Regions from separate parts of the Mus musculus genome. Here regions 1 and 2 are each linked to region 3. Evidence: chromatin contacts called from public Hi-C and promoter capture Hi-C data. All regions are on one chromosome and are shown on one strand. Each heading gives the region's core, a stretch centred on a gene start, on an enhancer-like site or on the middle of the called end of the contact. The rest is flanking DNA. Distances are from core to core; before and after follow the strand shown. Region 1 holds the start of Trim44 (tripartite motif-containing 44). Region 2 holds the start of Pamr1 (peptidase domain containing associated with muscle regeneration 1). Region 3 holds the start of Prrg4 (proline rich Gla (G-carboxyglutamic acid) 4 (transmembrane)).

What was found. Promoter capture Hi-C pulls out the DNA fragments that hold promoters and counts their contacts. Hi-C and Micro-C count contacts between places; a contact is called where the count stands out from the background.
Region 1: a contact with region 3 is called in a Hi-C map of B cells, with 5 read pairs. The contact joins the promoter of Trim44 here to the promoter of Prrg4 in region 3. A contact is called at or near these places in 1 of 39 promoter capture datasets (liver) and 1 of 484 Hi-C or Micro-C datasets (B cells).
Region 2: a promoter capture Hi-C map of liver shows a contact between it and region 3, with 3 times the contacts expected there. The contact joins the promoter of Pamr1 here to the promoter of Prrg4 in region 3.

Annotation. Positions count from the first base shown.
Region 1 is chr2:102,398,042-102,402,499 of GRCm38.p6, forward strand. It overlaps Trim44 (tripartite motif-containing 44), which reads right to left and starts at 2,859. Exons shown (of 5, transcript NM_020267.2): 1 at 1,972-2,859. The coding sequence starts at 2,643.
Region 2 is chr2:102,548,032-102,552,689 of GRCm38.p6, forward strand. It overlaps Pamr1 (peptidase domain containing associated with muscle regeneration 1), which reads left to right and starts at 1,990. Exons shown (of 11, transcript NM_173749.4): 1 at 1,990-2,233. The coding sequence starts at 2,161.
Region 3 is chr2:104,848,055-104,852,697 of GRCm38.p6, forward strand. Prrg4 (proline rich Gla (G-carboxyglutamic acid) 4 (transmembrane)) reads right to left here and starts at 1,796. Exons shown (of 6, transcript NM_178695.5): 1 at 1,492-1,796; 2 at 1,022-1,146. The coding sequence starts at 1,124.

The DNA of each region.
Region 1 (4,458 bases), core at 1,609-4,108, 2.4 Mb before region 3:
AGGCAGGCGGATTTCTGAGTTCGAGGCCAGCCTGGTCTACAAAGTGAGTTCCAGGGCTACACAGAGAAACCCTGTCTCAGAAAAAACAAACAAACAAACAAACAAACAAACAAAAACAAAAAACCAGAATACACACATATTCCTATAAGTTAGTGAGAAAAAAAGATAATCTAACTCTGAGTCTGCTCACTTGACCTGATAGTACTTTACAAAAGAGGAAATACAAAAGATACTTAGAAACCAAAGGAATGCAATTAAAACCACAATATACCATATTATATAATTAGCACAGTAAGAAAAATTAAAAATATTATTAATACCAAGTGGTGGTGAATACTCAGGACAAGAAGTGTCTTTATAATCATGCAGACAAGAACAACCACTTGGAAAGCAGATGGTTTAACATTCGGTACTATTTCCAGTTAAATATAGAAAAATGGGTATCAGGAAGCATGACCAAGAATACTTACACCTGAGCTATTATTTGAGGGGTTTGCCACTTTGTTTTTGAGAAAGGAACCTCACATGATAGGCTGACTTCAAACTCGCTAGAGAACTGAGATTGACCCTGAACTCTGATCCTACTGCACTCACCTGTGGAATGCTGGAATTATAGGTATGAGCCACCTTGCTAAGTAACTATTTATAAAAGCAAGAAATTCCAGAAGCTGAAAACAAGTCAGATTTCATGTACACAGTGATTTTTGGCATATCTATAAAATGGAATTCAATACACCAATGAAAAATAAATCACAGGCAGTCAATGAATGAATTGCACAAATGTCTTTAAAAAAAGAAAAACAAACAAACTCAAAACACTGCGTGTCAATAATGTAAAAACCGTAATGTCAATTCAAGTTTAGAGATGCATACAAATGCTGTAAACACAAAGATAACCAAGAAAACTGTTAGTCCAAAGGTCAAGAAAATGGCTACCAAAACACAGTTATAACTGGAGTTATGAAATGTCAATATTACTAATAATAGTAGTCAGTAATACCTCTATTAATTACTAATAATACAATTAGTAATAATAAGTACTAATAATGATTTCTGGTCTGGGTGGAGGTCTCAGGAGTATTTGCTCTGTGATTATTTGTTAAGCTATATATTTTGTACACTTCTGCATGTGTACTTCTCATAATAAAAGTAGGAATAAAGGAAATATTAATACACAGTATTTTCATTATCAAAATAGTAGTTATTTTGAGGCCAGCAGTTGTAAGACTGCATAGGGAAACAAAAGCCATAACAGACGTTTACCAAACACTTATTACTTAATGAACACAGAAAAGCTGTTCTATCAATGTTAGCCATCGCTGTATACATAGAAGGCAACCCAAATGCAATCAATATTTACTAGATGTCTAATGCTGACAAAAACAGGGCCAAGCTGAATACATCCAAATCTAGCCAGTGAACATAAAAGCCTCCATCTCCACACCAATGTAGCCTACCAGCTATACTTGTTTCCTACCAAGTCTCAAACAACAAGGAACCTAAGACAACTCAAGACACACACCACAACACCTGTACCGCCACTTTCCGAGTCTTCTACTAGAGGAACCAGCTCCTTGGTTTTGTCAAAATCACCGTTTCTTTCTCATGTTTTCCAAGTGGGCTGAGTTACCATAGCAAGAGCCCTAAGTCAAAACACTTATCCTAACAACGGTGATCATGTATAGAAATGGGCCTAAATGGCGTCACAGTTCTCAAGGAATGGCCTATCTGAATTCCAGGGAGAAGTAATTTGCAAACTGTCAGAAACTATACTCAAGATTTTCTGTGTTCTTGTATGTTCACAGATGAGAACTGACAACTTGACAATTTCAACCAAAATGGTAGACTAGGCACGGCTTCCAACATGGCGACTCGTCTTGTTGATACATGAAAATGAATGTGGTCACAGCTAGGCTATCTGAAATCGGGGATCCTGTTCCCCTTAGACATGTCTGAATGCCCGATACTCACTCTCAGTTCTTCGAAGGCTTCGTCCAGCGTGGACAGCTGGTGGCCCCGGTGAGCCCCAATGACTGGACACAGGACACAGATGAGCTGCCTATCTTCCTGACAATAGGTGCTCAAATCCAGCCCATGGTCTGGACACTTCCTCTTGGCCACTCTCTCCGCTTCCATCTCTATTTCGGGGTCAAATTCGCTTTCTGCCTCAGTTTCTCCTTCTGCCTCTGATTCCCCTTCTTGGTTGTCTTCCTCCGCCTCGCTCTCCTGCTCATCCTCCATCTCTTCCTCGCTGTCTTCTTCACTCTCCTCGTCACTCTCATCCTCACTGTCTTCCTCGGTCTCGCTCTCTTCTTCCGACTCACTGTCTACCTCCGTCTCGCTCTCTTCTTCCCCGACCTCGCTCTCTACCTCCCCCTCGGCCTCCCCTTTGGCCTCGCCGTCTTCGGGGAGCGCGTCGTCTCCCCCGCTGGCCGGCGGAGTCCAGGCCTGGGCGCCATGGACGTAGGCAGCCAGGCGGTGGCTGAGGAACTTCTGGCGATGCGCGTCGGCGTGGCGGCGGCAGTAGCAGAAGCCGCAGTCGCGGCACACCTCCTCCGCCCCGGGCGCCTCGTCGGGTTCGCACTCGTCACACGTGCCGTCGGGAGGCAGCTCCTCGCAGGCCGCGCCCACTCCGGAGGCCATGTGGCTGCAGGGACGAGGCCGAGGCCTAGCGGCTGGCGTGCTCTCCGCCTTCAGCGCGGAGCGCCTTCCTCACGCAGGCCCGCTTACCCCCGGGGTCTGGCCGGCCGCCCCGCCTGGGCCGCGCCGCTGCGCTGCGCCGCGCCGCGTCTGCAGCTGCTGAGGCCTGAGGGCCCGGCCAGCCGTCAGCGCTGGGCCTGGCGCCCGCTCGGTCTCTTCGCCGCGCGCCGCGCCCGCGCCCCGTCCCTCGCGCGCCACTTCCGGCGCGGCAGCCTGCGCCCCGTCGGCCCCTGCGCCGCGCAACCCGGCCTCCGTTGCCCGGCAAGATCGCGGCCGCCGCGGGCCCACGCCGCCCCGGTTCCACTTTACCCACGCCGTCAGCGGCCTCCTTTCACTTCCTGAGTCACTTAAAGCGGCAAGGACCCTTTTCTGCGTTTTCCCGCGGGGCTGAGCATCCCCCCCGGAAGGAGAAGCTCGAGCGCAATCTCTCCTCGCAGAGCAGGGCGACGGGCCCCGCCTCTCCCACGCCCTCCCTGGAGGTGTCAACCTGACCGAAAACCACTAGCCTGCGGTCCCTGCGGACTTATGTCACTCTGGAGACACTGTCCCCGCCCCATCACAGCCCCCGGATTTTCAAGGGGCCAAGGCCCCAAGGCTCTTTATCACACCGAACCTGCCCGCCTGGGATTTCCATAAAGCCCCCAAAAGGGCTGTGTGTGTTCTTCTAGGCTACTGAGGTCTCAGTCTGACTGAGCAAACACGCAACATTTTTGATCCAAAGCAATACTGTGCCTTGTGTGTTTGCAAAGTCTATTTGCATCCCGGCCTCCTAGGGGTTCAGAATCTCTGAGTAATAGCTGTGTCAGGTGAAGGGAGGTGAGGGGGATCATAGTTTTGAAGTGAGATGCCAACTCCCAGTCACTAACTGGTCACTCTAGATTCCAAGCCGACACCAAGAGAAAGGAAAGCGGTTGATACACATTAAACAATGTTAAAGTGCCCCAGACCGTGCTAGATCTTCTTGTGGTGTTTTCAAAGCCTGATTTTAGAACTTTATCCACTAGAGTCCCCAAATCCTAAGGCCACCACTTAGGTTTGGTAATCATGGACAAATTACTTCATCTTTCTGTTTTAAAAACCACCCCCCCCCAAAGACAACAACAACAAACAAACAAAAAACACCAAACTCTGTAAAATAGAAATAATAGCAATATCTCCTTCGTGGGGATTTGTGGATTAAATGTAAAGGAGTCTGTACAGAAGTGATCAGTAAGCTTTATTAATTTTAGCATAATTTATAATGCTGACAATGACACTTCAAAGGTCATTTCATACCTTAAACATAAGACATTTTTGGTGGGCTGCTGGTAATGTAGCCATCCCCTTCTCTACCATCTATGGTTGTCTCTCCAGTAACAGAAAAAAAAATGTATTTGAGAGAGAAAGGAGGACATTTTGCTCTAGTGGGGCAGAGGAAAGTGGATTACAGAATGGAAAATAGCTAGGCATGTGATGCACACTCTCAAGCACTTGCGAGGCAGAGACCAGTGGGTCTCTTAGTTGGAGGCTAGTACCTTCGACTTAGGGGTTCCAAGACAGCCAAGGAAACATAGATTCTATCTTTGAGAGGAGTGGGGGTGGGGAGAAGGGAAGGAGAAAGAGATGAATGGTCTGATTTCTTTAAATAAGAGTGCTAGGATTTCCAGATCTCCACAAAAACATCAAGGAATGTAGATTAATTGACATTTTAAATAATGTTTGATGTCTCTTAATGTACATTTAATCTCTGTGCAGCTTTTGTTAAATATATTTTTTTAG
Region 2 (4,658 bases), core at 740-3,239, 2.3 Mb before region 3:
TCAACTGCTCTTACCCATTCCCCTCCATGGATGGAGGGTCTGCCATTCTTACTAGCCCTGGCCTCCAGTGAAAAACCATATCTCACTGAGTACAGAAAGTAGAGGCCTGTGTCATGGTTCCTGTCTTTCCAAACTTTCCTGAGAGCTGGTGTTCAACCTTCCTCAAATTGTCTATATCATCTTGTCCCTTCCAATTCCATGGTTTTCTCTCTGCTTCAGGCCTTCATGAGTAGTCTAGGGAGATAGTCTTCTTGGGATTTTACTTTTCGAAATCATCAAAGCACCCCAAAACCTAGAGGATAAAATTTAGAAACCCTGTCACACTCACATTATGTTCTTGCTCATTGCCAAACTCCACACAATTCTCTTCAATGGGTTCTCTCCCACTCTTTCTTTCAATTACTTACCATCACTCAATTTGTATATGTGCATCCATCTATCTATCTATCTATCTATCTATCTATCTATCTATCTATCTATCTACCTATCTATCACTTATCAGTCCACAAGTATGTATCTGTCATATGTCACTTAACTGTGTGCCATCCATCCATCCATCCATCCATCCATCCATCCATCCATCATCTACCTAAACAATTTAAAGTGCATTTTGTTGGTTAACTTTGCCATACATACTTTGAGCAAAATGAATAAGTACAATTTAGAGACTAATTCATATATATGCATTGTTTCTCAAGGGCACTGGTCAGGTTCAACCTTCTTTCTAGAAAGTTCTCATTATTCTCCTCCGTGGATGGAGATATTACTTTTCTCACTAGCCCTGAAGAATCATCCACGCCTCATAACTTTGAGTTTTAATCTAACATCACAAACTAATATTGGCACATCCCAAAGTCCCAGGTCTAAATTAGACTCAAGTATATTATGCTTTGCCATTCGTAGCTCAGTGATTTCATGCAAGTGACTTAAAATCTGAATCTTTTTGATTCCAGAATTTATAGAAAACGCTACCGATTGTACGTCTTGACTAATGGTTAAACTTACTTTTATGTGGGTATCACCTTTGAAGCTGTACACCATAGTGATTAGGACTACCGTCTGTGGATCTGATAATCATAGGCTCAAACCTCAGAGCTGTGCCCCTCACTTGTGTGACCTTAGACTCTCAAGGACTCCTTTTCCCTGTTTGTGGAATAGAGACACTCGGGTCCTGCCTGTATGCTCTTGGGGAGTATCTTGTGCTGCCCCACCATCATGAACTCAGATCAGGATTTCCCAGTAGCCTGTGTGTGCAGTTGCTCAGAGCAGAAAAGGGGAAAGAAAGCGCTTGGAGGTAGAGCAGTGTTGAGAGGGGAGTGCAGGTGGGTTTACTCTATCCTCCCATCGCCTGTTGGGGGAGGGCATACTCGGCCTTATATGGAGGTGGGTGGCAATTTTTAGGAGTATCTCCTTCTATGGATTTCAGGAAATAAACTCTGGTCCTAGTGCTTGAACAGTAAACAGCTCTGTCATTCTGTTGGGCCCCAGGCCACTCTTCTAATCTGTCTCTGTCTGCCTAATTTAGGTGACCACAACCAATACCTGCCCCAGCCCCCCATTCCAGCCTTCCATGCCACCTTTCTCAGCCTCTTCCATAAGCCTCTCATCTCAGGTTCTAGTACCATCCTGCCCTCTCAGCCTCCCATCCCAGTGCCATGCTAGCCTCCTAGCCCAGCCTCCAATCCTCCTTTCTCCTCTCAGCTTTCTAGCTCAGGTGCGGGATGTTTGAATGAGCATCCTCCCTAGCCTCCTCTGAGAGGTCCCGCAGCCATTCCTACTTCTGGTCCCAGTCAGTGCTGCCTGCCACACATCTCTACCTTCACTATCAACAAAGGTTGATCACGGAAGTCCAGCGAGAAGGAGCGGGCTCTGGTATCCCGCTGTCCCCCGTAGATCGCTGTGCACTGGCCTCCAGGCGTGGTCACGACTCCCCGGGCCTCTCAAGGGTTAAGAGGAAAGCTTTGGGCTGACGTCGCTCTGGCCGAAGGTGGTTCCCCTAGCTGAGGGTGGGAGAGCCCGGCGGGCTGAAACCCGAGCTCTGTTTCAGCTGGAGCTTGGGGAGGTCCCGGCAAGAGCAGAGCCCGCTGCCCTGTTCTCGCCTAGGCATCCCTCCAGTCACTCCCCTCCAGTCACTCGGTACCGACACAGCAACGGGAAACGATGGAGCTAGACAGATGGGCGCAGTTGGGGCTGGTGTTCCTGCAGCTCCTTCTCATCTCATCGTTGCCAAGAGGTACTGTTAGTGACCAGGAGCCCTTTGCGGGGTCTGATGGGGAGCTGGACAGGTTGGGGTTGTTCCAGCGATAATCTGGGGTTTCTGGCTGGGAGCTGGATGCTCCCGTTGTCCGCTTTAAGAACAGGATGATATTCCTAATTGTGGGACTAAACTATGTCTAAGCTAAAGAAGAGAGCTCTTGTGCTATCTATCTATCTATCTATCTATCTATCTATCTATCTATCTATCTATCTATCTATCTATCTATCTTTTTTTTTAAAGGACCACATTCCCCTGGGAAGCCCATTCCCTGTGAGTTACTGGCTCTGATTTGCAAAGTCAAAGTTTCCTGGGAAAGTAGTCCCGCAGGGTTGAAGAACAGGGATTGGGTGGGCGTTTCTCCAATGAACCCTGCTTGATAAAGCTGTAAGGTGGGAACTCTTTAAAGCAGACCCCCAGTACAGGAGCTCTGCTCGCTCAGAAAATAGCACACATCCTGGGGAAACTTAGAAGAAATGGGCAGTCTGTTTCTGGGTGTACAGCGTTTGTTTTGAAAGAGTCCTGGCTCCTTTGTTTCCCACATGTCGCGTATTTGTCACCCACAGTTCATAGGGGATGGGCTCCTACGGGCACAAGAGAGATTGGGACATGACAGCACTTTAGGCATCCTCTTGACAGATTGCAGAGCCAAAGCCAGGCAATGACAGGTCTCAAAAGAGGATCTTAGTAGGCAGGGAGCAGGGACTTCTGTCTGTGTCTGTGTGTCTGTCTGTCTTGGGTGGCGGCAAGGGTGAGGTGTGAGGTGAATGAAGCCCTGCTGACGGGTTGGGGTGCAAGGAGGTGAAGCTAGAGGCTACAGGTGTGAGGTGTGGAGCGGGAGAGGTGAGGTGAAAGCAGAGAAGGTAACCTCCCAGATGAGCAAGCACAGCTGCGATTTGCCTGAGAGGGGTGACTTTGCTTAGGAGAAGGCAATCCCTTCCTGTAGCCTTTCTGTACTGGCTGGCAGTACCCTGTGTTTTGTACAAAAGGAGGGGTCTTTGCTCTAGCAGGTGGGTGGCAAGTGCCCAAGAAAGACATGAGAGTAGAGCACTGGCCTGCTGCAGAAAGAGAGACCACAGCCTTCAGAGGCGTCTCTTTGTGTCAACACAGAGAGTCTAGAAACATGAGACTTCCCTTCCCATGTTTGGTTAATAATTTCCATGTACAGAAGCCCGAGTGTGTTTAGCTAAATCTCCCTTAATGATTTACTGCCCCAATGGTGGGACAGTACTGGGGCTGGCTATATATCTCAGGGGCACAGAGCTTTGAAAATGGTTAGCTTGTCTCATCCAAATTTAACCTCACTGACATCTTGTGCAGCCTAGATAATGGATGAAGAAGGAAGGAGGATCCCTTTGAGGAGGGTTTATAATCCCAAAGCCTAAACACTTGGGATGACTTCAGGACTTTGCATTAAGATTCATCCTCACTTGAATGCAAATCCTCCCTTTGGTTATAAATCTCTAGGGTGTGCTGGGTGGACTACACCCACTCTAGAGGATCCTGCTTCCTCTCAGTTCCAGGGGGCAGTGTTTCAGACCCTCAGGGTGGCACGAGCTCGTTCCCCTGCTTAGCTTCTGTGCTGTGGTAAGTGAGACAGCGTCACTCTACACAACTAAGGAAACAGCTCAACTTGCCCAGGGGCTGAAAAACTCATTTATTGTTGACCTAAGAATCTCTTTTACCTTTTGCTATGGAAAAGCTCAGAGGAGGGTGTGAGGTGAGCTGTCAGCCAAGATGCTGACTGAACCAAATACTAGCTTTATGTGTTTAGCACGATTATCCATTGTGGAACTCAGGGCAGAAAACAGAATGGAGAAGGAAAATATTTCTTCCTGCAGGGAACAAGTCCACTCCCTGAGCCTGTCAAGAAAAGCTGGGAAGGACATTTCCTTTAATTACTTTTCTAAAAAGAGTATCTGGTATGTAAACACCCCGTGGGTTGATCCGGGAAGTTGTTGTTCATGGACATGTGATTCACATTGGAGGAGGAGAATCTAAACATGGGGCCAAGTGATAAACCTAACATAAACAGCATGTGAGGGGAAACCCAACTCCTCTGACTCCACCAGACTGCAGCAGCCCTGCCAGCGGGACTCTGCCTAAGAGGAAAACCTCACTGAAAATATGGGGCTCTGGGGAAATGAAATCTTAACACGGATCAGTTCACAAGTGTTGCTTCCAACAGACGTTAGCTTGTAGGGAATGAACACAAACCAACTAGAGAAGATAATTGGAAGCACAGACATTCAGCGAGCGGGAGCAGCCAGCTGAGACAGGGAATGTGAAGAATAAGCAAGGGAGAAGGTGTGGCCAGGAAAAAAAAAATTAGAGGTTCCTTATAACGGATCTGTTAACACATTCCAATGAGAGCTATGAAAATTGGTCTTCTGGCCAGGGTGGA
Region 3 (4,643 bases), core at 546-3,045:
TTATTCTAACAACCTCTCTCATGTTTCAAATTTGCCTCTTCAAATTGCCTAGAACTTTACCGTTAGAATGTGATTCCTTTAGGCCGAAGTATTGCCCTTTCCTAACAGACACACACACACACACACACACACACACACACACACACACACACACACACGGAGTGAGGGAGCACACTTCATCAATCATTAAAATGTCTGTCAGGAGTATTAATGGCAGATCCTACTGAGAACTGGATCTGATAAAGGGGATAAGGGATAATAAAGGACAGGAATGTGTGAGTTGAGTAACCCCAAGGTGCTGGTGCTTGTGGCAAAAGCCAGTGACTAAGTAGGGGGAAGGAAGCGGAGAGCTAGGGCTTTTTTTTTTCTTTTTCTTTTTTTCCTTCTCACTTCAGATTTTGCCAGGTTAGGCTTTTTAAATGGAAGCAGGAACCAATTTGTGACCTGTAACCGAAAATCCTGGGCCAGCAAACTACACTTAATCTCTCAAGCATCTGCCTTTATCTACACAACGTTTGGAACAATGACCAGAAGGGTCATCCTACCTTCCAGCCCTTGCTCTGGATCTCACAAATCCAGACTAGGGGACAGGATGTGGCTCAGCGGTAGAGCACTTGTCTATATGGGGACTCCCAGCGGTGCACAAACAAGTCCTGACAAGAGTCTGGCCTCCCTGTCAGTCTTCCAAGAAGCAGCCTTCCTCTTTATAACTAACACACAGCTTCATCTAGGAAACGACAACTCACTGACTTTCGGACTTCGAAAAAGGCTTTCAATTTAGTCAACCACAAACCAGGTGTTAAACATCTGTTTACTAAGGGAGATACGTTTGTACATATTATAGTTAAAAACCCACAACTCTAAACAAGAAAGCCACAAATTAAAACATAGGATATGCTGTTGCACTGTGGTTCACGGGGGCGTGTAATTCCCCCTACCACACTTTGGCTTGAGATCTACACAGTAGACCGCAACTGGTTTCAGAAGTGTTTTCCCCCAATCGGCAGCCATGCTTGCTTACCTTCTTCTGGGGCATGTTCGGAATCCTTTAGGCTTCTGATACAATGAGGAACTGCGAGGGTAAGTCTGGGCAGCTGGCTGAGTACGATCAGAAGTGGAAACATAGTCTAGCAACTGTCAAACAAACTAAAACAAAAGTGACAACGACATTAAAAGAAAAGAAAAGAAGCAGGCCAAGTCTCAGCCTGTTGGGTTTTAGTCGGAACTGAGTCAACAACGACCTGTTGCACCCCACGGGTCGCTCTTAATCTATGGGACCCAAGGCGCTCCGGGCAGGTGGCACCTCCGGAGCGCCTGGGAACAAAAGGTACTCCCGGGAAGCTGCGGAGGAGAGTTCGGACACTGGCCCAGGCAGACGCGACTCTCGCCCACGCTGACAGGCAGCTAGGTGCTGGAATGCCACTGTCGAGACATCGTCTCTGGATGACTCTCCCACTCCTCCCCGCCCCGCCTCGCCGCTGGTCGCCGCACCTGTGTCCCCGGGCGCATGTTCCAGCAGCCCCTGGGCGGGAACCGAGTTATCCGCTTGGCCCGAGAGGTGGCCTGGCCCTGAGTCGCGGACGCCTCTGGATCTCGGCGACAGTCGGAGCCTAGCTCTTCGCGGCTCCAAGGCGACACCAGGACGCAAAAGAGGCGCCCAGGATCCGCGCAGGGGCGCTCGGGGAACGTGCGCCGCACGGGGCCCAGCTTGTGTGCTGGAGCCACTCCCACCGCTACCGGACGAGGAGGTCACCTGGCAGCGCTCCACCTCCCGCTCTCGGTCCCCAGCCCTTCTCGACTGAGACCCGGACGCTCACACTTTGGCGGCCTATCAGAGCGCCCTCCCGAGGTTACCTTCGGTCAGCTGTTCTCGCAGGGTGGTCCAGGGATGAGAACATAGCATTCATCCGAGAAAATATACTTTGTTAGTGATTTGCATTGTCACATGACCAAAAATCAATTAATAGCAATTACAAAGTTCTCAGATGTATTTCACCAGGTCTGGGTTGTCTACAAAAATACTTTCAAATATGTCCCCGAGTCAAAATTGTTTCCACGACAACAATGCAAGGTTTCACCTCTTTTACTTTCATTCTTTCCCTCCTTGGGTTTACAGTGGAAATTTCCAGAAGCTGTTTGACATGTGATGATATCATCACTCTGCTAACTAATAAGCCTCCAGTGGATGAATACTTGTGATGCTTAATATCTTCCATACTACTAGGTTAGTGTCGGTATGTAAATTTAAACAAAATGTGACAAATTGTGTTTGTTCTCAGAATATTTCTGCTTTTATTAGATATCTTTGGCCGTAGCTACCCATATACCCAGACAGCTAAAAAGTTCATCCTTCTTGAACAAATAATCTTAGATCTTGAACTTTTCGTTGAGTTTTTTTCTTTTTTCTTTTTTTTTTTTTGAAACAGCAAGAGCATAAGCACCCTTAATTGTCATGAGATGAAGTTAAATTTTGAAAATTTCTCTATTTAAAAATGTTGTGTGAGAGATATAATTAAAAATAATTCAAGAGGCCCAGAGCTCGAGGTGTGAGAAGATAGGAGAACAGTGTCTCACCACACTCTTCATGTCCAAACAGCATGCGCTGTTACTCTTGGGAACGCTATTTAAATTTTGCTCTTTGGCCAGAGTAGCCTGGAACTTCATACAGTTGAAACAGAGCACAGTGAAATGGCATTCCCACTCCTTTCTAGTCTCCAGTTAATTCACTTTTCACCAAATTTGTTTTCTTCCCTGAAAGGCTATTATCTATTTTATTCTGATTAATGGATTCAAGTAAGAATTTCCATATGTTTTGCAGACGTTGTTTTTGTTTCCTTCCAAACACTATCCATGCCCCACGCCCTAGAGGCTTAAGCGGTCTGGAAAATGGAGTCTGCTCTTTCACCTTACTTAAGCAGTGGAGATCAGACTGTGGAGAAGCTAGAAATACCTTATGGTTGAGCACAGGAATCGGAAGTATCTCTCAGGAGACCCATTCTCCTGCTCCCTCATTTAGACAACCTGTGGCTGGAAGCCCTGGGAAGAGAGGGATAAACACCATTTTGCTTTTGGGAGAACTGAGTCTTTCTGAGATCTGTATCTAACAATGTAGACTGTCAAGTTCTACTAGGGCAAGGGCAGATTTCGTTACTTCCTTTCCAGTACGCAGAAAAAGCCTCTCCTGGTTATTATATTCAGTACATTTTGTTAGGTGGCAGCTATTTATTGTTAAGTAGAAATGCTTCTCACTTTTATTTAGTGTGTGTGTGTGTGTGTGTGTGTGTGTGTGTGTGTGTGTGTTCAAGATAGGGTTTCTCTGTTAGCCCTGGCTGTTCATTATGCAGACCAGGCTGGCCTCTAACTCAGAGATCTGCCTGCCTCTGCCTCCAAAGTGCTGGGGTTAAAGACATGCACCAATACCACCCAGCCACACTATTTTTAAAAATAGCATTTTATTAATTCTTTGAGAATTTCATACTATGTATTTTGATCATATTCACCTCTCCTTCCCAATTCCTCCCATACCTATCCTCACCTCCCTCCCTACCTAACTTTGAGCCCCTCTCCCCAATCTAATCCAGTTTTCATTGTCCAACACCTGAGAGTCGGGCTTTTTCCTGCCCTATGAGGAGTCACAGGAGTCTTTAAAGGAAGCTGACAAACGCTAATTGCTTCTTCCATAGTGCTGGGCTTCTGTCTGGCTTGAGCTGTGGAAAGAAAGTCTTGTGCTTGCTGTCAGCTTCACACTGTTTTAGGGAGAGGCACATAGTGAGAGAAGCTCCCTGCAGTGAAGTCAGCAGATGGGAATCTGATAGCATTCCTTGGTAGAATGAGCCTACTCACATCGCTGGAAATTTGGGCGGAAACAAAGGAGGCTTTGTGTTCACATCAAATATGAGCATTTATAGACTGGCGGTGAGGTGAGGGGAGTCAGAAAAGACAAGATTGTTTCTCAGCGGTGGCTTACAAGCTACACATTCCCTTTTGATATGGGCCCTAAAATGGTATAGCACTTGGCAGGACACATACATGACCACTATGGAACTGAAAGATGTTCTGGGGTTGGGGGGGGGGGCAGGGAGGGGAAGAGAGAAGGAGAGAGTTAGTAGCAGACTCTTGATTTGTTCTGTTATTTACTTATTTTCTTCTGCATTTGATTTCTTATTTTATTATTATTTTTTATAATCACAACATCCTTACACTTTTATTTGTCCTAAAGTATTTTAAGTTCTCTTCCAGAAAGCATTTCTCTGCCATCAGTAGAGCTGGACCAGGTGCTCTAATTCTCATTTCACGCAGAAGGACATTGAAGCACGGCAAAGTGAACGCATAAGGAGCCAGGTTCCTGAGTCTTTCCAGTCCTGTCTCTGAATTATTAAGCAATGAAGGGCAATGGGTAAAGGATTGTTTAATTTCAAAGGTAATAAGAAAAAAAGGGCAAAATAGAGCAATGAGATTAATGGACTTGGATGATGTGTCAACGCATCTCTGGGTTTGAGCACATACACACCCACCCACTTACCTATGTGAATTCAAGAATGAAATGGGAACTGGCTCCTGTGTGGGCTTGGGGATGGACTCAAGGGCTGTGACGGAAGTGTTTGGGTGGTGGTCACGAAGCTCTTCCGTGTAAGGCTGACTGT